2 separate regions of the Macaca mulatta genome follow, and region 1 is linked to region 2. The links are chromatin contacts, called in public Hi-C maps. All regions are on one chromosome and are shown on one strand. The core of a region is the stretch at or near the end of the contact, and the rest is flanking DNA. Distances in the headings are between cores, read along the strand shown.

The links. A called contact is a pair of places that touch in the nucleus more often than the background predicts.
Region 1: a Hi-C map of fetal cortical plate shows a contact between it and region 2, with 2.4 times the contacts expected there. The contact joins the enhancer-like site here to the promoter of CCND1 in region 2. A contact is called at or near these places in 6 of 14 Hi-C or Micro-C datasets (CD4 T cells, blood, fetal cortex germinal zone and 3 more).

Annotation. Positions count from the first base shown.
Region 1 is chr14:5,537,613-5,544,404 of T2T-MMU8v2.0, reverse strand. No RefSeq gene overlaps it. Among named protein-coding and RNA genes, the nearest start is that of SMIM38, 42 kb to the right of the region's middle. Within about 2 kb of position 1,859, at least 2 of the 40 cell types and tissues checked have an H3K27ac peak or open chromatin away from gene starts, as enhancers often do. A contact at or near this core is called in fetal cortical plate, where this site is marked.
Region 2 is chr14:5,015,172-5,021,975 of T2T-MMU8v2.0, reverse strand. CCND1 (cyclin D1) reads left to right here and starts at 4,119. Exons shown (of 5, transcript NM_001278446.1): 1 at 4,119-4,520; 2 at 6,051-6,266. The coding sequence starts at 4,323.

The sequences.
Region 1 (6,792 bases), core at 610-3,109, 520 kb before region 2:
CTCTGTTGTCTCTCTCTGTCCGTGTCCACTGCTGTTCCCTCTGTTGTCTCTCTCTGCGTGTCCACTGCTGTTCCCTCTGTTGTCTCTGTGCGTGTCCACTGCTGTTCCCTCTGTTGTCTCTGTGCGTGTCCACTGCTGTTCCCTCTGTTGTCTCTCTGTGCGTGTCCACTGCTGTTCCCTCTGTTGTCTCTCTCTGCGTGTCCACTGCTGTTCCCTCTGTTGTCTCTGTGCGTGTCCACTGCTGTTCCCTCTGTTGTCTCTGTGCGTGTCCACTGCTGTTCCCTCTGTTGTCTCTGTGCGTGTCCACTGCTGTTCCCTCTGTTGTCTCTGTGCGTGTCCACTGCTGTTCCCTCTGTTGTCTCTGTGCGTGTCCACTGCTGTTCCCTCTGTTGTCTCTCTCTGTCCGTGTCCACTGCTGTTCCCTCTGTTGTCTCTCTCTGCGTGTCCACTGCTGTTCCCTCTGTTGTCTCTGTGTGTGTCCACTGCTGTTCCCTCTGTTGTCTCTCTCTGCGTGTCCACTGCTGTTCCCTCTGTTGTCTCTGTGTGTGTCCACTGCTGCTCCCTCTGCTCTCCCCTCACCCCCACCTGGCCGGCCCGCCTCGCCCCGACGCCCCTCTTCAGGAAGCCTCCCCATCCCCGTCTCTGGTCTCTAGTGCTGCATTCACCACCTTATTCCCTTTCCATGAGTCTCATTTCCTCCCGGGCTTCCTTCCACCTCGGTGCATTCTGGGGCCAGAAGCAGCTTTGAGCCCTGTGGATGTGAGACAGACGGACCAGTGTGTGTGGGGGTGAGTGAGGGGTGTGCAGTTTTATAGCTCAGCCCAGAGCACAGGCGGTGGAGCCAGACAGTCCTGGGCTCGAGCCCAGCCCTCGCAGCTGTGTGATCTGAGCAAGTTACCTGACCTCTCTGAGCCCTGTTTTTTCACGTGAGGACGTGAGGTCATGCGACAGCACTTCTGGAAGGTCAGGGAGCCCGTGGCCCGGCCCTCACTCGGAAGTGCTCAGTGATGGGTTTGGAATATTGCGGGGACCGAGGGGTGGGGACATTGTCGATGGCTGCGTGAGGATGGCCCTGGTGTGTGGAGCAAAGAGACAAGCTGGCCCCCGGGTGTAGGGCCTGGGGGTGCCACAGGGAGGTGCTTTCATGTTCCTGCCTTCCAGAAGGGGAGAGCCCCAGGCCTCACACAGGAAAGAGAAGGACCTGTGCCAGGTGCCTGCTTCATGTCCAGCTCTGCCACCCTCTTTCGTGGGGACCTAGGGCCCCATTGTTCACATGGGGGTGGCCTCTAGGCTCTTGGTGATCTCTTGGGAGCTGCCCTTGGTGACGCTGAGCTGTCTACAGGGGTCCTTCTGGGGCCTGAGGCCAGGTGGTCACTGGGCCCCTGCCCCTCGGCCCCTTTGTGAGCCTAGCACAGCCTGCACCTTTGGTGCATGACCTGCAGCTCCTATGGCCACTCTTCCAGAAGCCCCTCTGCCTGGCAACGGGGCCTCCACCGAGGACTCCTGGTGCTGAGACGCACGGATCGTGATTTCCTTCTGCCTGCACCAGACTTTGCTTAGAAGAGAAAATGCCGGAAACAAAAAGGCTTGTCTCACCCTCAGCCTTAACAGGATTTATTATGAATAAATGAAACTCCCTTGCAGGGTAGTTGCTCTGCGGCCAGCGTGGCCTAGCAAGGCTCAGCTCCAAGTGATCAGCGCTGTCCTATGGAGACTGAAGCTTGGAGCAGCTGGTGACAGGACCACGGGCATGTAGCCTGGATTTGGGAGAAAATGGGAGCGGCCATCACTAGTGTTTGCGGAGCGCTCGCTAGGAGGCCTGAGCCAAGGATGTTATCTTATTAATGTATGTTATCTTATTTAATGAGAGCCTGGCAAACATCCCAGTCTGCCTCCAAGTCCCAGGCGACGCCTGTCACCCTGGCTTCATCATTCATAACCCCCTGAAGGTGAAAACTCTCAGAGCGCCCTGTGGAGCTGATAAGGAGCATGGTTTCGTTGTGTTTGGTCCTCGGTGGAGCCCTCTGGAATATCCCTATGAAGTGGATGAACGAACTGGGGGTCGGGGGATGGAGGGACTTGCTCAAGGTTACAGCTCGGAGGCAGGGCTGGTTTCCAGGATTTATAATCTCAGAGGTGGGATTGAAAGGCACGGCCCTCTAATCCTTCCCAAGCGACAGAAGTCCACGAAGTGCATTTGCGGTGTCAGGGAGGGTGGTGGGAAGGCAGGGACGGGGGTCCCTGCAGAGGCCTGACCTTCCCAGGATCCCTCACCGGCGGTCAGCAGCCGGGGTCCCGGGAAGAATTCTGCCGAGAGAGAGCTTTTTCCCCTTCAAGGAATAAAAAGCACACACACACATTCCTCCGAATCAAAGGTGTGTCCAGAGAGAGGGAGGGCAAGGCCCCTTGACCAGCAGCTGCCAGCAACCTGGGCACATGACAGCCCCCGAAGGCTGCTGGCACCGACTCCAGCCAGGCATTTGCAGTGGACGGTGGTGCCAGGAGAGGGAGGGCAGCCTTTCACCAGCTTGGCACCTCTGCCATGTGATGGCCGCCTCCCTTGGGGGAGGGCGGGGCCGCCCTTCGGGCAGGCGGGTGCCGCCCCAGGGGTGCTGCGGGCCACTGCGGGACCTTCAGGGCCCAGCTCCCGGCGCTGGCCTCTGTGCCTTGGCCGTGCCTGGGGCGGGGCGTGGGTCTGGAACTTGCACTGTCACTCTCGGGAGATAGGAACTCAGTCCCGTTCATAACCCCGCCGTGTAACCTGGAAGGTACTTTGAAGCTTACAAAGGCAGTCATAGCCAGTGTCCTTGAAGGAGGCGCTGTCACTGTCCACTCCCGAGAGCAGCCTGCGGCCTGGGAGGGGGCTTCTCCTCCCCGACGTCACCTGGGGGGCCGTTTCCTCGTTGGGTTCCAGTGCAGGGCTGTGATCTGGAGTCCAGGCCTTGCTGGCCGGAACCCCCAGGACGAGGGCGGCCGTGACGCGCGTTCTGGTACCTTCAGTACTAGCGAAAGAACGAGCCGGCCCTGTAAGCTGGGAGATTTCCTGCGGCTGCCGTAACAAAAGATCACAAACCAGTGCGGGCTGAAAACCACAGAAATGTCTTCTCTCCCAGTGCTGGGGCCCAGAACCCGATATCTAGATGTAGGCAGGCGGCGCTCCCTCTCAAGGCTCCAGGAAGGGCCCCCGGCTTCTTTCTGCCCTGGTGCCTCCAGGTGCCCCGTGGCTTGTGGCTGCACTGCTCCGGTCTCCGCCTCGTTTTCACGTGGCCCCTGTCCTTTCTCCCTGTGTCTCTCCTCTGAGCCCTTAGGAGGAGGCTGGTCATTGGATTTAGGGTCCTCCAGGATGATCTCATCTCAAGGTCCTTAACTGCATCTGCAGATGCCTGTTTCCACATAGGGCCACATTTGGTTAGGATGTGGACATATCTTTCGAAGCCACCGTGCAAGCCGCTACAGGAGATTTCATGAACTCATCTCAATTTCCAGAGCGCCTGGTGTTGCTTGGCCGGCCCCCTCCAGCAGTGACCAGAGGTTGCTGGGTAGCAGAAGCTTTAGGTAGGGCAGGCCCTCACCTGTCTGCCACAGCGAACCCCACCCCTGACCCCCTACCCTGCCTGGGACCCCTCACCTGGTCTTCCCAGTCCATTTCACAGCCAGATAAACTGAGGTAGCTCTGGGTGAGTTATTGCCAGGCCCGGGCTTCCCAGGGCACCCGGCCACGGGCAAACCCCAGCGCAGCCCTCGCTTTACCACGGAGAAGCTGGGCTTGGTCAGGGGCCACGGGCAGCCTTCTCATCACGTGGAAGCCACCTGGGGGCTTCCCAGGGTGTTCTGCCTGCTCCCCTGTCCCCAAGGGTAGCTTGTGTCAGGTTGGGATGACTCAGAATAATCAAATATGGCCATGTCTTTTGGGACGAGCAGCCATTTACCGTTTTTCCTGGGGATCGGGGTTTTCCCTCTGTAAAGCTGAATAACGTTACCTGGTGTAGCCCTAGGCAATGTCACTTTGGAGGCTGAGAGACAATGTGGAAGCGTTTTGGAGCCTGAAGAGAAGAGGACAGGAGGAAGAGACCGTGGTGAGCATCAGGCACAGTGCAGCGTCCTCTCCTCAGCCATACGGGGAGTGTGGTTAGGACAGAAGGGGGAGACTGTGGAGAGCATCAGGGCAGTGCAGTGTTACCTTCCTGAGCTGTACCGGGAGTGTCCTTAGAAACTTCAGGAACTCCTTCCGTGGAGTTTCCCTGTTCTTTGCACCCATCCTGCGCTCAGCCCTGAGCTAGGCACTGGGGAAGGGGAGAGAGAAGGGCCTCTGTCTCTTCCCTCTGGGTGTTATGTGACTCCAGGAGCTGGTTATTGAACATCACAGGCGTGGCAGCCCCCGGCTGCCCGAGTGGCTGGACGTAGGCGGTGGGTGTACAGGGCAGGAAGGATGCCTGGCTCAGGCCATCGGGGACAGTGCAGTGTCCCCTACTGAGCCGTAAGTGCAGGAGCGGGGGCAGCAGTGAGTCTGGGATGGAGGATGCATTGTGGGGAGACCACAGGGAAGACCGCCCGAGGAAGAGCTCCTGTGTGACTGGTCACCCACAGAGAGATGGTGGTGAGGCCTCAGCATGGCTGGCTCAGAGCCCCTTCCTGAAATGGCCTCGCATCACGGTGGTACAGGAACGGAAATTCGGAGCAAGGGGAGGACTGCCATGCCTCTTTTCTGCACTCCTGGGGGCAAGGCCAGAGCAGGAATTGGGTGTGGTGGGGGCTACTGAGCTTGGGTCCTATGTTCACTCTCTCCTTCCATTTATTTACTTATTTTTGAGACAGGGTCTGGCTCTGTTACGCAGGCTGGAATGCAGTGGTGCGATCATGGCTCAATGCAGCCTCGACCTCCGAGACCCAAGTGATCCTCCCACCTCAGCCTCCCAAGTAGCTGGGACTACTGCTATAGTATAGTCCAGTGCCTAGACTACACTAGGACTACAGGCACAGGCCGCCACCTCTGGCTGATTTTTGTAGAGATTGGGCTTTACCATGTAGCCCAGGCTGGTATCAAACTCCTGGGCTCAAGTGATCTGCCCACCTTGGCCTACCAAAGCCCTGGGACTACAGACATGAGTCACTGCATCTGGCCTAATTACTTATTTTTTGGGGCCTGGGTCTTGCTCTGTCACTCAGACTGGAGCGCAGTGGCAGCATCATAGCTTAAGCAATGATTTTGTCACTGCCCTCAAGCCCAGGAAACCTCAGACTCCTGGGCCCAAGTGATCCTCCTGTCTCAGCTGCCAGAGTAGGTGGGATTACAGGCATGAGACACCACATCTGGCTAATTGAAACAAATTTTTTTTTTTTTGGTGGAGACAAAGTCTTGCTGTGTGGCCCAGGTTGTTCTCAAACTCCTGGCCTCAAGTGATCCTCTGAACTCAGACCCTTCAGTAGCTGGGATTACAGGCGTGAGCCACTGGGCCTACTTCCTTTCCTTTTAGACTAAAAATCCAGTGTAGGAGCTTTGTGGTCCATTGAGTCAGCTACATTGCCTAGACTCCCTGTTGCTGGAGAAGTGTATCAGCTAGCTTTCGCTGTGTAACAAACCACCTCAAAACGTTGTGACTTAAAACAGCAAGGGTTCATTATTCCTCCAGGTTCTGTGAGTTGGCTAAGCAAGATTTCTGATCCGGGCTGGCCTGGCTGTGGCCGGATGGTTGGGGATGGCCTCTCTCCCATGTTGGGGGCCTCTGCTGGGACAGCAATGCTCTCTCCGTGTGATCATTCATCCTCAGGGGACCAGGCTGGCCTTGCTCATGTGCTGGCGGGAGGTCCCAGTACTGAGACAGCAGCCTGCATGCACAAAAGCTTTTCTAGCCTCTGCTTGCATCCTGTTTGCTTCATCCGTTTGGACAAAGCAAGTCACAGGCCAAGTCCAGATTCAGGGGTGGAGAAATAAACGTCATCTCCTGGTGGGAGGAGTGACAGAGTCAAACAGTCATGTGGGGGAGTGTGAATAAATTAGGGATCATCACTGTCATGATCTACCACTGAGTGTGTGACTCAGTTCTGGCCAATGAGATCTGAGCAGAGTGGGTCTTTTAGGAAGTCTCCTTCCAGGGAATAGGCACACCTCCTTTCTCCCTTCCACATCCCTTGCTGATTGGAATGTGGATGTGATGACTGGAGCTCTTGCAGCCATCTTAGACTATGAGGTTGAGAACCATGCCCTGAGGGTGGTGAATTAGTTGGAAGAAAGCTTGGATCCTGTTGACTTCTTGGTGCCTTGGACTGCCTATCCCTGGACTTCTTTTACACGATAGGAAAGTTACGTGTGGTCAAATTTCATTCTGCCCGATACATTTGGCAAAGATTCTTGTCTCTTAGAACATGAGGATTTGGGTGGCCTCTCGGTGTCCTCTGGGTGTTGTATGGATGGACCTAACACACACGAGGAGAGCAGCTCGGGTGCTTCTCAGGGGCCCAGATACCAATCATGGGCTTCTTGGGAGAGATAATCTGGGGGAACCCCTGGAGTTAGGGCATTAGGGGCAAACCAGCTTTGAAGACCTGAGATCCGTGATGGTGAGAGTGGCAGCAAGTACCACTGTGCCCAGCACTGGCCTCACCCATGTAATCCCACCACCAGCCCCTGCAATAGCTCTGTCATTATTTTACAGGTGGAGTAGTCAAGGGGTGAGGTGACTTTTGTATAAGGCTGTGCGACCCAGTGTGGAGTGAAGATTCCAACCCGCAAAGGACCTCAGGACCCTGACTCTGAGCCGAGCCTGAGGCAGCCCATTTATTCATTCACTCACA
Region 2 (6,804 bases), core at 2,870-5,369:
CCAGGGGAAGGGCGCGGGGCGTTAGGTACGCAACCCGTTTCCCCGCACCTGGAAAAACAACTCCGTTTCCCTCCCTTCCCCTGCTTGTTGAGTGTCCCGAAAACAGAACTCTAAGGTGGCCCCTAATAACGACCTCGCTGTCCCTCCACCCACCCCCAAGTGCCAAACAGAGGGATGGAAGCGCTTTCAAGCGTTCCAACGGCATTATGGAGCGAACTGGAGAGGCGCGGGGATGCGGGGTCCTCCCCGCAGTCTTCCGGAAAGGGCGGGGGAGGGCGAGGCAAGTTCCGGAGTGGGGCATGCCGTGGGAGCCCACGAGGACCTCAGCGCGGATCCTCCGCCGGAAAACCGGCTCCTGCGAGCCGCCGCCGCAGGTTTCCTAGGCCCCGCGAGTCCGGCAGCGGCGCCCTGCGTCTCGGTCCGACGCGGGGGTCTGCTCAGCCTCGAGTGGGCCGCGGCCAGGCCTGACTGCAGGGGAGAGGGTCGGACGTGACCTCCGAGGTCACCGCCAGCCCGCTTTCTCTCCTGTGGCCCGAGGTGGTTTTCTTCTCGATCTGGGCGCCTACTCCCCACGACTTGGTCTGAGAGGGGCTGGGGCCAGCCGGAAGGCCAGGAAATCCCTGGTGGATTTGGGGGTTCACATTGCTCAGGGTACCAGGCGATGCATTTTGAGGGGCGGGAGTCGAGGAATTAGAATCGCCTTTAACCCTCAAGAGTTGCGCCTTCAGCCTCGGGATCCCAGATGCGTCGTTGGAGCCAGGGCCGCCCCCCTACCTGTTGGGTTGCGTTTTAACTCCCGCTCACATCTCGCCCGCAGCCTTCGGAGCTGGAGGAGGGGTCCCGTTTCCCCGCAGCCCGCCTGACGGACGACTGGGGCGCGGGGGCGGGGGGGGGGGCAGGGTGGTCTGTGTGTGGCTGAAACTAATTGATCTACAGCGGAAACGCACGTCTGCGGTTGGGGCGATGGGGGGCGGGGTGCGGCTGTCCATGTGCCGAGCGTGTGGCTGCCTCGGGTGGGCACTGGGGCCGGAGTTCGCCCCGGCCCACCTCGCAGTTTTGGGGCGCCGGGAATCGGCGCTACGTAACCGAAGCAGAGCTGCCGCAGCACGTGGGCCGCCACGCGCACCCCAAAAGCGAGTAGTGTAGGGGGAAGGGGAGCTCGAGCGTCTTCGGAACCCAGGGGCCGGCTTTCGGAAGCGTTTTCCCGGGCGACTTAAGGGCTTAACAATGGAAAACTCGCGGAGCCTGAGCCAAGTCCTTTCAAGTCGCCGCCAGGTATGCGGCTGCAGGTGACCCCACCTGGGTGCGCCCGCCCGCCAGCCGCCCTGGTGGTAAGGCGGGTGCCGGAGGTCGCTGGCGAAAGGTCGGGACTGGTCCCTGCACCACCCGCCCCCATCCCAAGCCCCCAGCCCCGCGGCGCGCAGCCGCGCTGAGTCCCGGGGTCTGCGCCGCGTCGCGCCGGTTCTTGAATGAACGCGCTCCCTTCCCCCGCCTGAATGAAGGTTCCCACAGCCAGGGACGGTGGCGAACACGCGCCTGCAGCGGAATTCGCTCTCTCGGGGCCGACCATCCGCCCAGGCCGCGGTCACCCGGGCAGGGGCCAAGGGGCGAGGAAAGCGTGAAGGTGATTTAAGTTACTTTTGGATTTTCTTTCAAACCAGCGTGGTTACCCTCCCGACTGGGCCACTTGGCCTTTGTCTCCAAATGGTCACCAAGAAATAAGAACAGAGCACTTTAAATGAGCCCAGAAGCCGCAGTTCCTGCTTCGTGGTGGGTTTTAAGAAGACAGTGTAAAGTAAAACTGCAACAGAAAAGTTTTTTAAAGTTGCTTTTCCCTTTGGAAAAAAATCAAAATGCTTTCTCTGCGCTTCTTGAAGCAATGACCCTCAAAAGCCCAGAGGTATTGGCCCCCTCAGGGGACCCGGGGGCCGCTAAGCAGGGTTCCCCCAGGTGGAGGCTGGACAGCTGGCGCTCCCCGCCGGGCCCCAAATTCCAGCGCCTCCCCCGCGGGTTCCTGGACGGCTCTTTACGCTCGCTAGCCGGGCTTGCAATTTTGCGCTCGTCCCTGAGCCGGGAAATCAACAAAGTTCCTAGCCTAGATCTGCCCGGTCCGCCTAGTAACAGCGCCGCGCCCCCATTGGCTCATGCTAATTCCAGTTTCCTCTGTCTTGCGCCCGGGATGGGGGGGTGAAGCTCCCTCCTGGACCCAGAGCCGGTTTTGCCGGAGTGGGCGAGCCTCTTTATGCCGTGCTGCCCCTAGCCGACTTCGGCCCGCTTCGCGCCTCGGGCTGGGCCAGGGCGCACGCGGGGCTCGGGGCCCCTCGACCCCCGGGGTGGGAGAGGCCGGGTGATAGCTCCGGGCCCCATAAATCATCCAGGCGGCCGCCGGGTCGGGATTTTATGAATGAAAAAGCAGCTGGGCCGCCCTCGTGCGCGGGCTGATGCTCTGAGGCTTGGCTATGCTGGGGCCAAAGCGATTATGGGTGCTCGGGGAGTGGGGGGGACACGACCGTGGGTGCTCCCTGCTGGGGCCACCCATCGCTCCCCATGCGGAATCTGGGGGTAATTACCCCCCAGGACCCGGAATATTAGTAATCCTAATTCCCGGCGGGGGAGGGGGCACGGGAGGAATTCACCCTGAAAGGTGGGGGGTGGGGGGGGTCGCATCTTGCTGTGAGCACCCTGGCGAAGGGGAGGGGACTTTTTCTATCCGTTTTCTTTGAGCTTTTACTGTTAAGAGGATACGGTGGTTTGATGACACTAAACTATATTCAAAAGGAAGTAAATGAACAGTTTTCTTAATTTGGGGCAGGTACTATTAAAATAACAAAAACAAAAGTTAAGACAGTAAAATGTCCTTTTATTTTTTAATGCACCAAAGAGACAGAACCTGTTATTTTAAAAACTATGTATTTTAATTTACATCTGCTTAAGTTTGCGGTAGTGGGGACCCTCTCATGAAACCACGAACACCTATCGATTTTGCTAAAAATCAGATCAGTACACTCATTTGTTTAATTGATAATTGTTCTGAATTATGCCCGCTCCTGCCAGCCCCCTCATGCTCACGAATTTAGTCCCAGGGCAAACTCTAAAGGTGAAGGGACGTCTACACCCCCAACAAAACCAATTAGGAACCTTCCAGTGGTCTTGTCCCAGGCTGAGGCGACTAATATTTCCAGCAATTTAATTTCTTTTTTAATTAAAAAAATGAGTCAGAACGGAGATCACTGTTTCTCAGCTTTCCATTCAGACGTGTGTTTCTCCCGGTTAAATTGCCGGCACGGGAAGGGAGGGGGTGCATTTGGGGATCCCCGCAAGGACCGACTGGTCAAGGTAGGAAGGCAGCCCGAAGAGTCTCCAGGCTAGAAGGACAAGATGAAGGAAATGCTGGCCACCATCTTGGGCTGCTGCTGGAATTTTCGGGCATTTATTTTATTTTATTTTTTGAGCGAGCGCATGCTAAGCTGAAATTCCTTTAACTTTTAGGGTTACCCCCTTGGGCATTTGCAACGACGCCCCTGTGCGCCGGAATGAAACTTGCACAGGGGTTGTGTGCCCGGTCCTCCCCGTCCCTGTATGCTAAATAGTTCTTGAAATTTACACGTGTTAATGAAAATGAAAGAAGATGCAGTCGCTGAGATTCTTTGGCCGTCTGTCCGCCCGTGGGTGCCCTCGTGGCGTTCTTGGAAATGCGCCCATTCTGCCGGCTTGGATATGGGGTGTCGCCGCGCCCTAGAGTCCCCCCTTCTCGTGGTCTCCCCAGGCTGCGTGTGGCCTGCCGGCCTTCCTAGTGGTCCCCTACTGCAGAGCCACCACCACCTCACCCCCTAAATCCCAGGGAACCCACTCGAGGCGGACGGGGCCCCCTGCACCCCTCTTCCCTGGCGGGGAGAAAGGCTGCAGCGGGGCGATTTGCATTTCTATGAAAACCGGACTACGGGGGCAACTCCGCCGCAGGGCAGGCGCGGCGCCTCGGGGATGGCTTTTGGGCTCTGCCCCTCGCTGCTCCCGGCGTTTGGCGCCCGCGCCCCCTCCCCCTGCGCCCGCCCCCGCCCCCCTCCCGCTCCCATTCTCTGCCCGGCTTTGATCTCTGCTTAACAACAGTAACGTCACACGGACTACAGGGGAGTTTTGTTGAAGTTGCAAAGTCCTGGAGCCTCCAGAGGGCTGTCGGCGCAGTAGCAGCGAGCAGCAGAGTCCGCACGCTCCGGCGAGGGGCAGAATAGCGCGAGGGAGCGCGGGGCAGCAGAAGCGAGAGCCGAGCGCGGACCCAGCCCGGACCCACAGCCCTCCCTAGCTGCCCAGGCAGAGCCCCAGCCATGGAACACCAGCTCCTGTGCTGCGAAGTGGAAACCATCCGCCGCGCGTACCCCGATGCCAACCTCCTCAACGACCGGGTGCTGCGGGCCATGCTGAAGGCGGAGGAGACCTGCGCGCCCTCGGTGTCCTACTTCAAATGTGTGCAGAAGGAGGTCCTGCCGTCCATGCGGAAGATCGTCGCCACCTGGATGCTGGAGGTGCGGGGCTTTGGGCGGCTCTCTTAAGACTTCCCTGCAACTTGTTGCCCAGACCCACGTTTCTTTGCTCCTCACCCCCCTCCCTTCTCTCCCGCTAGAACTTTGAAGTTTGCTGTGGTGTTGCTAGGGATCCGCATTTTAAAAATAAAAATTGTGGGTATTTTCTGAAGCAGGAAGGGGTGGGGGTGGGGGTGCTATAAGTTGCGTTTCGTGGGAGGGGAGAAGGGGGTTGGGGAGGGGTGCCGTCGGGAGAAGCCAGTGTCGGGGCACCCCAATGGGCCCGAGGGTGCGGGCTGGCAGGCTGAGTGCGCTTTGTGCCCCCCGCCTGCGCCCCAGCCCGGCTGCGCCTCCTCTCGCGGCCGCTGCGGCCGAGAGCCGCCAACTCCGGGGGGAGGGGGCATAGATTTGATTTTTAAATTAATATCCATGGACACGTATGCAAGGGCCGCTCGTGCCAGTATTATGCGCCATCTTTGCTCTTTTATTGCAAAGCAAAAGTGTTTATTAATAATTGGGGGCAGGGTGGGGGCGGGGAGCGGCCGCCGGGCGCTGGGGCCGCAGCTAGGGGCCGCGCGGCCGCCGGGAGCCCGCGGGAGGGGCGCAGGGACGCGGCATGGGGAGTTTTGGGGGGACCCCGCTCGGGAAGGGGGGCCCTTTGTTTAAGCAGCGAGTCCCGGGGCGCCCCAAATGGGCAGCCAGGGCCGGAGAGCACGCCGAGCTGCAAGGTCGCGTGGCCCCCAAGACGCCAGGGCTTGATCCCCGTCTGCAGGGATCTCGGCTTGGGGGACCTTCTCTGAGGGAGCCGGGGGCCTGGGAGCACATTTTCAGACCTTCGGTGGGCGCCTGAGGGGCCCGCAAGTATTTTTAAATAATTTTTGAAAGTGCGGCGTGGTGCCCTTGCGAGAGGGAAACGCCGCCCGCGCCCAGGGGGAAGGGGGGCCCCGGAGTTTGAATTCCTGGGGCTCCCCCCGGAGCCTGTAACGAACTCCCGACCCTCGGCCTGGGTAAAGGGTCGCCCGAGGGTCATTTTCAGGGTTTTTTTATGCACTTAGTTATTTTTTTAATATTTTTAAATATTTTTTGAAAAGATGACGTCTGGGGAAATGCGGCGCGGCGGCCTGGGACGCCACCTTTGTGTCTCGCAGGCGCGGCGCCCAACCCCGCGGCCCGTTCCGCGGCCCCGCACCCCAGTGGGTGTCGACCCTCAGTCAGAGGGACCACGGAGCTCCAGGGCGGGCCGGGGTCCCCAGGGCTGGCAGCCCGCGCCGCCGCGCACGCCGCCCAGCTGTGCCCGCTCCCGCCCCCACCGTGCCAGCCTCGCGGGGACTTTCCCTTTCAGTTTCGGGGAGGGTGGGTACTGGGGACGCGCGGGGGAGGGGGCGCATCACAGGAAGGTCCTTCCGCCCCCGGCCCCCACCCCTCGGCGCCCTTCAGAACTGGCGGTCCTGCCGAGCGCGATGGGGGGGTGCGGGGGCGGGGGTGGGGCGGCGCGACCTGGCGGCGGCGGTCACGGGCCCCGTGCCTCCGCAGGTCTGCGAGGAGCAGAAGTGCGAGGAGGAGGTCTTCCCGCTGGCCATGAACTACCTGGACCGCTTCCTGTCGCTGGAGCCCGTGAAAAAGAGCCGCCTGCAGCTGCTGGGGGCCACCTGCATGTTCGTGGCCTCTAAGATGAAGGAGACCATCCCCCTGACGGCCGAGAAGCTGTGCATCTACACCGACAACTCCATCCGGCCCGAAGAGCTGCTGGTAACCGCGGGACCCCGCCGCCCCCTGCCCCCCGAGAGTCGCACGCAGGATCACGGGGCCGGGGAAGGTGCAGGCAGTGGCGGCCGGCCCGCCTCTGGCATATCTGCTCCCAGGGAGGGCGGCCCCGCCGCCGGGCGTCCCTGTCCCGGGAGCGGGCGGGATCCTAGCCGCCCCCGTCCCACCGCCCCCAAGTCGCTTGCCTGCGACTCCCACCGCGTTCGCGCCCGGCAGTGTGGCCGAAAAGTGGGCGGCGCGCGCCCTCCAGCGGCTGCACGAGGAGCGCCGCGCTCCGCACTGAGCCTCCTGTTTCAGGTGGTGGGAGGTCTTTTTGTTTCCACTTGCAGAGTCTTTTCACGCAGCGGGCACCTTTTCTGTTTTGATCTGGGATCGCGTGTTGCCCCGGCTCCCCGATACCACCCCCATCATTCGCCAGCCCTCCCCTCCCACCTCCAGGACCGCACGAGACGCAGGAGCCAGTGCTCTGAGCCGGAGGTGCTGCATGGCCCCGGGCCCCCATGCTGCCGGCTTCCCCGCGCCC